Regions from separate parts of the Salmo salar genome. Here region 2 is linked to region 1. A link is a contact called in public Hi-C data. All regions are on one chromosome and are shown on one strand. The core of a region is the stretch at or near the end of the contact, and the rest is flanking DNA. Distances in the headings are between cores, read along the strand shown. Region 1 has its middle 62 kb from the start of LOC106593977. Region 2 holds the start of LOC106592182 (protein Tob1).

Region 1 (4,165 bases), core at 777-3,276:
GGTGATGACTCCACAGCAGCAGCAGGGTAACGGTATACTTGGTTATCAGGTGGATTTCACGGATCGTCTCCCACACACGTTACACAGAGGGAGATGGGGGGAGGTGAGAGAGAATAAGAGACTGTTCTGGTGGGACATGCAGAGATACAGAGATCCTCTGTACTAGGTAGTATGGTGCTCTGTGGTAGGCTGTCGTTACAGCAGTCAAGGGGTAGACTAGCCCAGTCTATCCTACCCTATCTCCCAGACTAGCCCAGTCTATCCTCCCCTATCTCCCAGACTAGCCCAGTCTATCCTACCCTATCTCCCAGACTAGCCCAGTCTATCCTACCCTATCTCCCAGACTAGCCCAGTCTATCCTCCCCAATCTCCCAGACTAGCCCAGTCTATCCTACCCTATCTCCCAGACTAGCCCAGTCTATCCTTCCCAATCTCCCAGACTAGCCCAGTCTATCCTATCCTATCTCCCAGACTAGCCCAGTCTATCCTCCCCAATCTCCGACTAGCCCAGTCTATCCTCCCCTATCTCCCAGACTAGCCCAGTCTATCCTCCCCAATCTCCCAGACTAGCCCAGTCTATCCTATACTATCGCCCAGTACATGGAGTTAGACTCGGCTACAGTATTACATTACCAGACCAGCTGTTCTCTCTGTGTTTTCCATTTCTCTCTCTGTCTCTCTCTTCCTGTCTGTCTAGTGGTCTCAGACAGAGGCTAGGGTGGGATGAGGCTCTGGTGCCTGTGCCTTTCTCTAGTCTTTCTCTAGTCCACCCATCCATCCAATCCGTCTGTCTAACCCTGCCTCCAAACCAGCATAACTCTGTCTCTCACCCTGACTGAGCCCTAAGGATGAGGGAGTCAGATGAGGGTGGGAGAGGTGAAAAGTGAGAGACAAGGGAGAAGAGAGAGGGTGATGACATGTAGTGACAGAACAGGGACTTGGCCCTCCTGCCAGAGAGGGGAGTGTCACAGGGCAAATAGCCAGGTCAGAGAGAGAGAGAGAGACGGTGGGAGAGGTGGAGGAGAGAGGGTAGATGAGGGGGAGAGGGAATACAAGAATAGATTGGGTGAGGGGAAGATTTTAAAGGAGATAGGAAAGGGGAGAGGCTGGGCAGATGACAGGAAGGAGAAGAGGAGAGAGAGAACTTCCTGTGTATATGTACAGCAGCCTGTGTGCGAGCATGCCTACATAATTCTGTGTGTGAGCACATGCACAAAATGTCTCCCACCTTTGTCTCCCCCACAAACTGTTCTGCCACAGCTATTGTTGTTAATGTGTGTATAGATGCCCACGTGTCCCGGCAGACATTTAACACTGTCTACTCCACAGAGCCTGACCAGACACAAAACACACACATACAACCATGTATTGAACTCTGCCCCCATAGAGGACTTCATGGACACCCATGTCCAGCTCAGTCCAGCAGTGACTGATTCTCTTCAATTACTGACCCTCACTCTCTGTGTTTCTGTGTCCAGGATGTTCAGGTGCAGGGAGGGCCTGACCATTAACGGGGACAGGAGGACAACAGGACCATAAAAATTACCTTCTCACCTATTCTGCAGTGGGGATGTGTGTGTGCGTGCGTACGTGCACGCTCATGTGTGCACTCACGTGTTTATGTTGTGTGTTTATGTTGTGTGTGTGTGTGTGTGTGTTTATGGTGTGTGTGTGTGCGTGTGTGTGTACCTCCTCCAGTGCTGTGTGATTTAAAGCCCCTGAACAAGGAGTGTTTGCCCTTGTCCGTCCGTGGAAGCGTGCAGTATTTCACAGTCACGGCTGCAGTAAGCATTTTCCTAGCCAGCGCAGCACAGTACAGCACTGTCAGGAGGCACACACAACGCACACAAATAAACAGAAAACACAGGGCTGGGCGGGGCTTGGACATGATTGACAGCTCCATATCGACCAATAAAAGGTCACAAGGGCAGGTAAACAATGATTGACATCTCTGTATCGACCAATGAGAAGTTGTGAGGGGTGTGGGGACCCTGTGTGAGTTATTTGTAGAGTGTGACGGAAGCGCTGAGGGGTTGAGAGGGGGACGGTATTCAGCGTAACACCATGTGCTCCGTGAGTGAGGGAGGTCATGTCCATATGGGTGCAGTGGAGAGAGACTGGTTCCTTCTATATTTATGCTGGGTATAATGCACAGTCCTGTCAGTCCTATCTATCTGTCTACGTGTATGCATTGGGGTTGTTGTTCTGTGGCCCACTTTTTCATGTTTTCTGAGCAAGAGAACATGGAACTGTTTCTCTCTCTCTCTCTCTCTCTCTCTCTTTCTCTCTCTTCGTCTCTCTCTTTCAATTTAAAGGCTTTATTGGCATGGGAAACGTATGTGAAAGTGAAATAGATAATAAACAAAAGTGAAATAAACAATAAAACATTAACAGTAAACATTACACTTACAAAAGAATAAAGACATTTGAAATGCCATACTATGTATATATATACACAGTGTTGTAATGATGTGCAAATAGTTAAAGTACGAAAGGGAAAATAAATCAACATAAACACAGGTTGTGTCTTTCTCTCTCTCTCTGTCTCTCTTTTTCTCTCACTCCTCTCTCATCTCCCTATCTCTCTCTCTTACTCCTTCTTTCTCTGTCTCTCTCTGTCTCTCTTTTTCTCTCACTCCTCTCTCCATCTCTCTATCTCTCTCTCTGTCTCTCTCTGTCTCTCTTTTTCTCTCACTCCTCTCTCCATCTCTCTCTCTTACTCCTTCTCTCTCCGTCTCTCTCTCACTCTCTTTCTCCGTCTCTCTCTCTCCGTCTCTCCCTCTCTCTGTCGCTCTCTCTATCTCTCTCTTACTCCCTCTCTCTGGCTCTCTCTCCATCTCTCTCTCCTCAACTCTCTGTGTCTCAGACCATTCCCTCTATCTTTTCATCCTATCTCTAAGCAGTGTTTCTCATGTGCCCTAGGGAGTGAGATAGCTAGGAGAGTATGAGGAGGTGAGTGAAGCAGAAAACAGGACTATGGCGGTTATACACTAGAGAGTGGGTGAATGAAGAAGTGAATAGGTGAGTTAGTGAGAGAGTGGTTTAGTGAATATGTGAATGAGGGAGTAAGTGTTGTTGAATAGGTGATGAGCGTCAGAGTGTAGGAGACCTGCTTGTGTGGGGGTAAAAGAGATGTGAGGGCGTTGGATTGTGAGTATGTGAGAGTGAGTTGCCCACATGAAGAAATACTACAGTTTACTATAGAATACCACAGTACTTACTACAGAATTCTAAACTGTAATATACTATAGGATACTATACTACACACTGTAGTATCCCTCAATCATGGGTAATACTTTACTATAGCATGTTGTAGTATACTGGAGAATACTACAGTAAAAACTACAGTATTACAGTGCATTCGGAAAGTATTCAGACCCCCTAACTTACAGCCTTATTATAAAATAGATTCAATTCAACATTTTCCTCATCAATCTACACACAAAAACCCATAAAGTGAAAACAGGTTTTAAGATTTGTTTGCAAAAAACAGAAATACCTTATTTACATAAATATTCTGACCCTTTGCTATGAGACTCGAAATTGAGCTCAGGTGCATCCTGTTTCCATTGATCATCCTTGAGATGTTTCTACACTTGATTGGAGTCCACCTGTGGTAAATTCAGTTGATTGGACATGATTTGGAAAGGCACCTGTCTATCTACAGTGGCTTGCAAAAGTATTCACCCCCCTTGGCATTTTTCCTATTTTGTTGCCTTACAACCTGGAATTAAAATAGATTTTTGGGGGGTTTGTATCATTTGATTTACACAACATGCCTACGACTTTGAAGATGCAACATATTTTTTATTGTGAAACAAAGAATAAGACAATAAAACAGAACTTGAGGGTGCATAACTATTCACCACCCCAAAGTCAATACTTTGTAGTGCCACCCTTTGCAGCAATTACAGCTGCAAGTCCCTTGGGGTATGTCTCTATAATCTTGGCACATCTAGCCAATGGGATTTTTGCCCATTCTTCAAGGCAAAACTGCTCCAGCTCCTTCAAGTTGGATGGGTTCCGCTGGTGTACAGCTATTTTTAAGTCATACCACAGATTCTCAACTGGATTGAGGTCTGGGCTTTGACTAGGCCATTCCAAGACATTTAAATGTTTCCCCTTAAACAACTCAAGTGTTGCTTTAGCAGCATGCTTAGGGTCA
Region 2 (4,165 bases), core at 984-3,483, 83 kb after region 1:
GGAAACCTCTGAGCTGTTTGCAGTATAAACAGACCGGAGGCCTTGCCAAGCCAAGGCCACTGAGCTCTCTGTGCAGTACACTCTCTCTCTCTGTACGCTGTATGCATGCCACCAAGGTGTAGATCAAGACACTAATCGAAGCTCAGTTGGTTTTTCCTCCCTAAAAAGTTAAGTGAAGGATTCATGGAGGAAAAACTGATCTGAGATCTGTGCCAAGAGGGCCGGGGCAGCTTCTATCTAAAACCCACCTGTCAAATAATGTGTCCTCCCTTTCTATATGGTTAGACTGAGAAGCTATTGTAGACTTATTATAAACCTAATATCCAACATCCACAACCACCTTTGGATGTCTTTATGCGTTAACAGCTTCCAGTCCCCGACCTGCACTACAACATGTGATTTTGCTTGTGTTCATGCTTGGGAAACCTAAGCGTTTAAAGAATGTATAAAAGTCCACTACAAGCAAACCAGAAGACACTTGCTTCCTCTTCACAACCATATTATGCTGGCATAGGAAGAGGTTCTGTGATGTAATACTGGTGTTACTGTGGAAGTAATACTTCCATGGATTTGTGTAGTGTCTGTTATGGTAGCACGAGACTAAGGAATGACAAGCCAGCGCTACACATCATGCGAGGCTATTACACACCAGCAATAAGCAACTTCTCATCAAAGTCTTTGTGTGCAGTTATAGCCTTATTGTTACCTGCATTTATAACATGAACTATAACAGTTATCAATGTAGTTGCATTACAAATGTCACAAATGTTGACAAAACACTTTTAAGGAACACAAAACAATGATTGTGGTGATGTTTGTAAGTCGCTCTGGATAAGAGCGTCTGCTAAATGACGTAAATGTAAATGTTGATGCGCATGTGTGTAGGCCTGCTAGGCGTTACAGTACACACACCTGTTATGCGTCCCACCACAAGGTCTTAGTCATGGTAAATGCCAGATATGTGTGGTAAAAGATTACAGTCCTGGTTTTAACATGGTAGTGAATGTGTGATAGGGTTAACAGCATGGAAAACTACTGGCCTTGGAAATCTGAGCCTGATAGGTGCATGATGTGAACAGCAATGAGCAGTATGCACATTATTCTTATTGGTGGTAACACTTTACATTGAAGTTTCCTTATTACAGAGTAATTACATTCAATAACAACAACATTGAGATCGTGGAGATACCTACATTTTGTTGAATGGAAAGGGTTTGTTTTGCATTACGGCCAAACCATTGTGTAGCCATTTATACAGGGTGAGTACACGTTTGCTTAGCTTTTCCTACGTGAGTTAGTGGGACAACATACCTTACATCAAGTAGAGCGTCGTAACTAATATATATTTAGCAAGGTCCAATTTAAACTCGAGAGTGCCCTGTCCACCCAGGTATGACGTGGGCTGCTACATCAGCACCTTGGATACGGGCACACCATTCACCAAAGAGTTCCTGCCCCGTTTTCAGCCAATCAGCGGAGTGTTTTCTCGGCAGGAGATCAACCCCTTCGCTTCCAACGGTATCGTTCCGCTTTGGGAATGTCCTTTCCGACAGAGCTGTAGATTTGACTGAAATTGCCAAATGCAACCCCGGTTTCTTTTACTCATCATTTTCAAACTGCCATTCTCTGATCTAACAGTTTGCGTTTGCTTTAGCATGGTAATAACGCATGGTTATTACGGTTTCATGGGTGAGAGTGTATTCAGCTCAACAAATTGCTCGCTCATTATTTTAAAACATGTCAAATAAATACGTCGGAAGCACTTGGCAATACCAGTTAACCTATTGGAATGCAAGTATTCCATATCATAGCCTTGTCGAGGCAATAGGGGAGATATATCTCGGCTGAAATGATTGATACGCTGATCTAACTCATGTTGGATGACAAGCAAAGGCATATAATCTATCAACCACGCATCGCTGAAAATACATAATCAAAATATACTATATGCAAATGACATAATTTAGCATATGTCTGACTTCATAATCGATGTATTTTTGTCTGTTGTCAGAGACATAGGAAAAGTGTGACGCAAATGTTCTTGTTATGGGCGTCTCTTCATTTTTATGCCTTGGATTGACAGTATAACTAACCAATAGACTTTCGAGTTTGTACATTTCCAGCAGGCTGGATTCCCCAACCTGACCAATTGCAGGCCCAGATTTGGTGCTCGTATTGTTTTGACCTCTGAAACCGCATCACCGCCTACCTCGTGCCCATGGCGGAGGAAAGCTATAAATATAGGCGCATGACAGCCGACTGGGACGAAGTTGTAAAACTCCCAGGTAGAAGGGAAGAAACATTCTGCAAGCCTGCTGAAAGGGGAAAACGCCAAACAATCTAAAAATCTAAACTAAAGCAAAATAAATAACGATAACCTATCAACGTCTACACGTACTGGAATACTTTTTTATGTTAATATTATATTATATGTGAAGAAAGTATTTATATCTACCCTACACTTCTATTTGCCCTAACGGTACTTCAAAACTACTGAGAATCTTCATTTTGTACGAAAAAGTAAGTATTGCTTTTGCCTCAATTACTCTTTGCGTGTTTGATTGGATATCCATCAATCATCTATAGCCCAGTATTCTTGATGAACTATTTACCCCAGATTATATCGCAGGGGATTTTAATCAAGTTGATTTGCTGCGTCAGTCCCCGGAGTTAGGGAGGGGTAGCCTAACTAACTGAAGCATGTGTGTGAGAGAGAGAAAGACGGGATATGAGTTAAATAGTTCTTTACATTTGCTTGGCTATCAAGACTGTCAAATTATTGAAAGAAGAAACTTTCGGAGAGGCAATAGGCTATGCATGGAATTGTGTTCATCTCTTTTTTTGGCCCCGTTATTAAATCTCCAGGTCGGAAAGAATTAATAGTAAATCAAGTGGTAATTTATAGGTCCGCAGAGATTATAAAGTAGCTGCTCACACTGCCTCAAACGAACAAAACCATCTGCTGTTGGCCAGAAAACCGTCTATTTCGTAATGACCGAGTATGATTGTTTATTGGATACAGCTTATTTAGCATTTTCTATCTGTACTTCGCCATATCCAAAATGAATAGACTAGTTGTTACATTTTGCTAAACCGTTTATGTCGACACTGTTCCGATAATAGCAACACCTAACCTGTCTATCCCCTGCCTCGCCTAGTTGACGTTCACTGCTACAGTTTAATCAGCATACCAAGTAGTGCGAGTTGAGAGCCGCCAATCTGATACAATATTTACAGGGTACATGTTTCTATCGCCAGCCTGATTGCTAATATGTAACTGTTCTGTAAAAAAAGTGCAGTATGCCTTTCCGAATGTAACTGCGACTCTGTGACGTTGGCAACATTGTAACGAGGCTAGCTTATTTATTATGTAACACGATCAGTTCTAGTGCTTCTCTATAGCTTCGTATTGAAAAAACAGCACAGCTCTTTCTGTGTGGAGATTTCTAACATTATGAACATCGTTTTCATCTACTATGAAATCTTTAGGTTGTTCGTATTGAGTTGTAGATATGCAGGCAAATTCACTAGATCCCCTTGCTTGTCATGGCTATTTATAAACTAGTTCGTTCTGTTCCATAGCGTGACATTGCATTGTTAAAGATGATTCAGGCTATAGACCTTGATACTGAATAGGCATTGTTCGGGAAAGCGCTTGTATGTAAGGGTTTTACACCTGCTGTATCCTGTGCATGTGACAAATAAACGTTGAGACTTGAAACAAGACAGAGAAGAGGTGAACGCTTGATCCGTCATAGCATACTAGTTGATTTGAGTGTTCATACGGACTGCAATTCTATTCTAGATGTTTCCCTCAGGAAGTAAAGGGTTAACGTTTAAAGGGCATTTTATTGCATTCCTTTACAAAGTCTGCAGTAGTAGGCTCAACCTCAGTCAAGTAGAGGACATTGCCACCCACATCTTTGAGATGTGTTGCCTGTTTACAAAATGTTGTCCAATTATACAAAATGTTACTAAAGTAATGCAAATTCTTTACATGGCTTGTATCTAGTGGCAGAATGGTTCATGCCTTTTAATGTCTTATAGTTTTGCTTATCAGTCTGAACAATATGCTAATCATTTATCTTTTTTTTTCAGGAAAAAACAACGCTCAACCTGTGGAAGAACGACTAGCACTTTTGTTTTTAGAGCAGTTCCACAAAGC

The links. A called contact is a pair of places that touch in the nucleus more often than the background predicts.
Region 2: a Hi-C map of muscle shows a contact between it and region 1, with 3 times the contacts expected there. The contact joins the promoter of LOC106592182 here to the enhancer-like site in region 1. A contact is called at or near these places in 2 of 3 Hi-C or Micro-C datasets (gill and muscle).

Annotation. Positions count from the first base shown.
Region 1 is chrssa06:24,579,770-24,583,934 of Ssal_v3.1, forward strand. No RefSeq gene overlaps it. Among protein-coding and RNA genes, the nearest start is that of LOC106593977, 62 kb to the left of the region's middle. Within about 2 kb of position 2,027, at least 2 of the 13 cell types and tissues checked have an H3K27ac peak or open chromatin away from gene starts, as enhancers often do. A contact at or near this core is called in muscle, where this site is marked.
Region 2 is chrssa06:24,662,277-24,666,441 of Ssal_v3.1, forward strand. It overlaps LOC106592182 (protein Tob1), which reads left to right and starts at 2,234. Exons shown (of 2, transcript XM_014183497.2): 1 at 2,234-2,520; 2 at 4,099-4,165.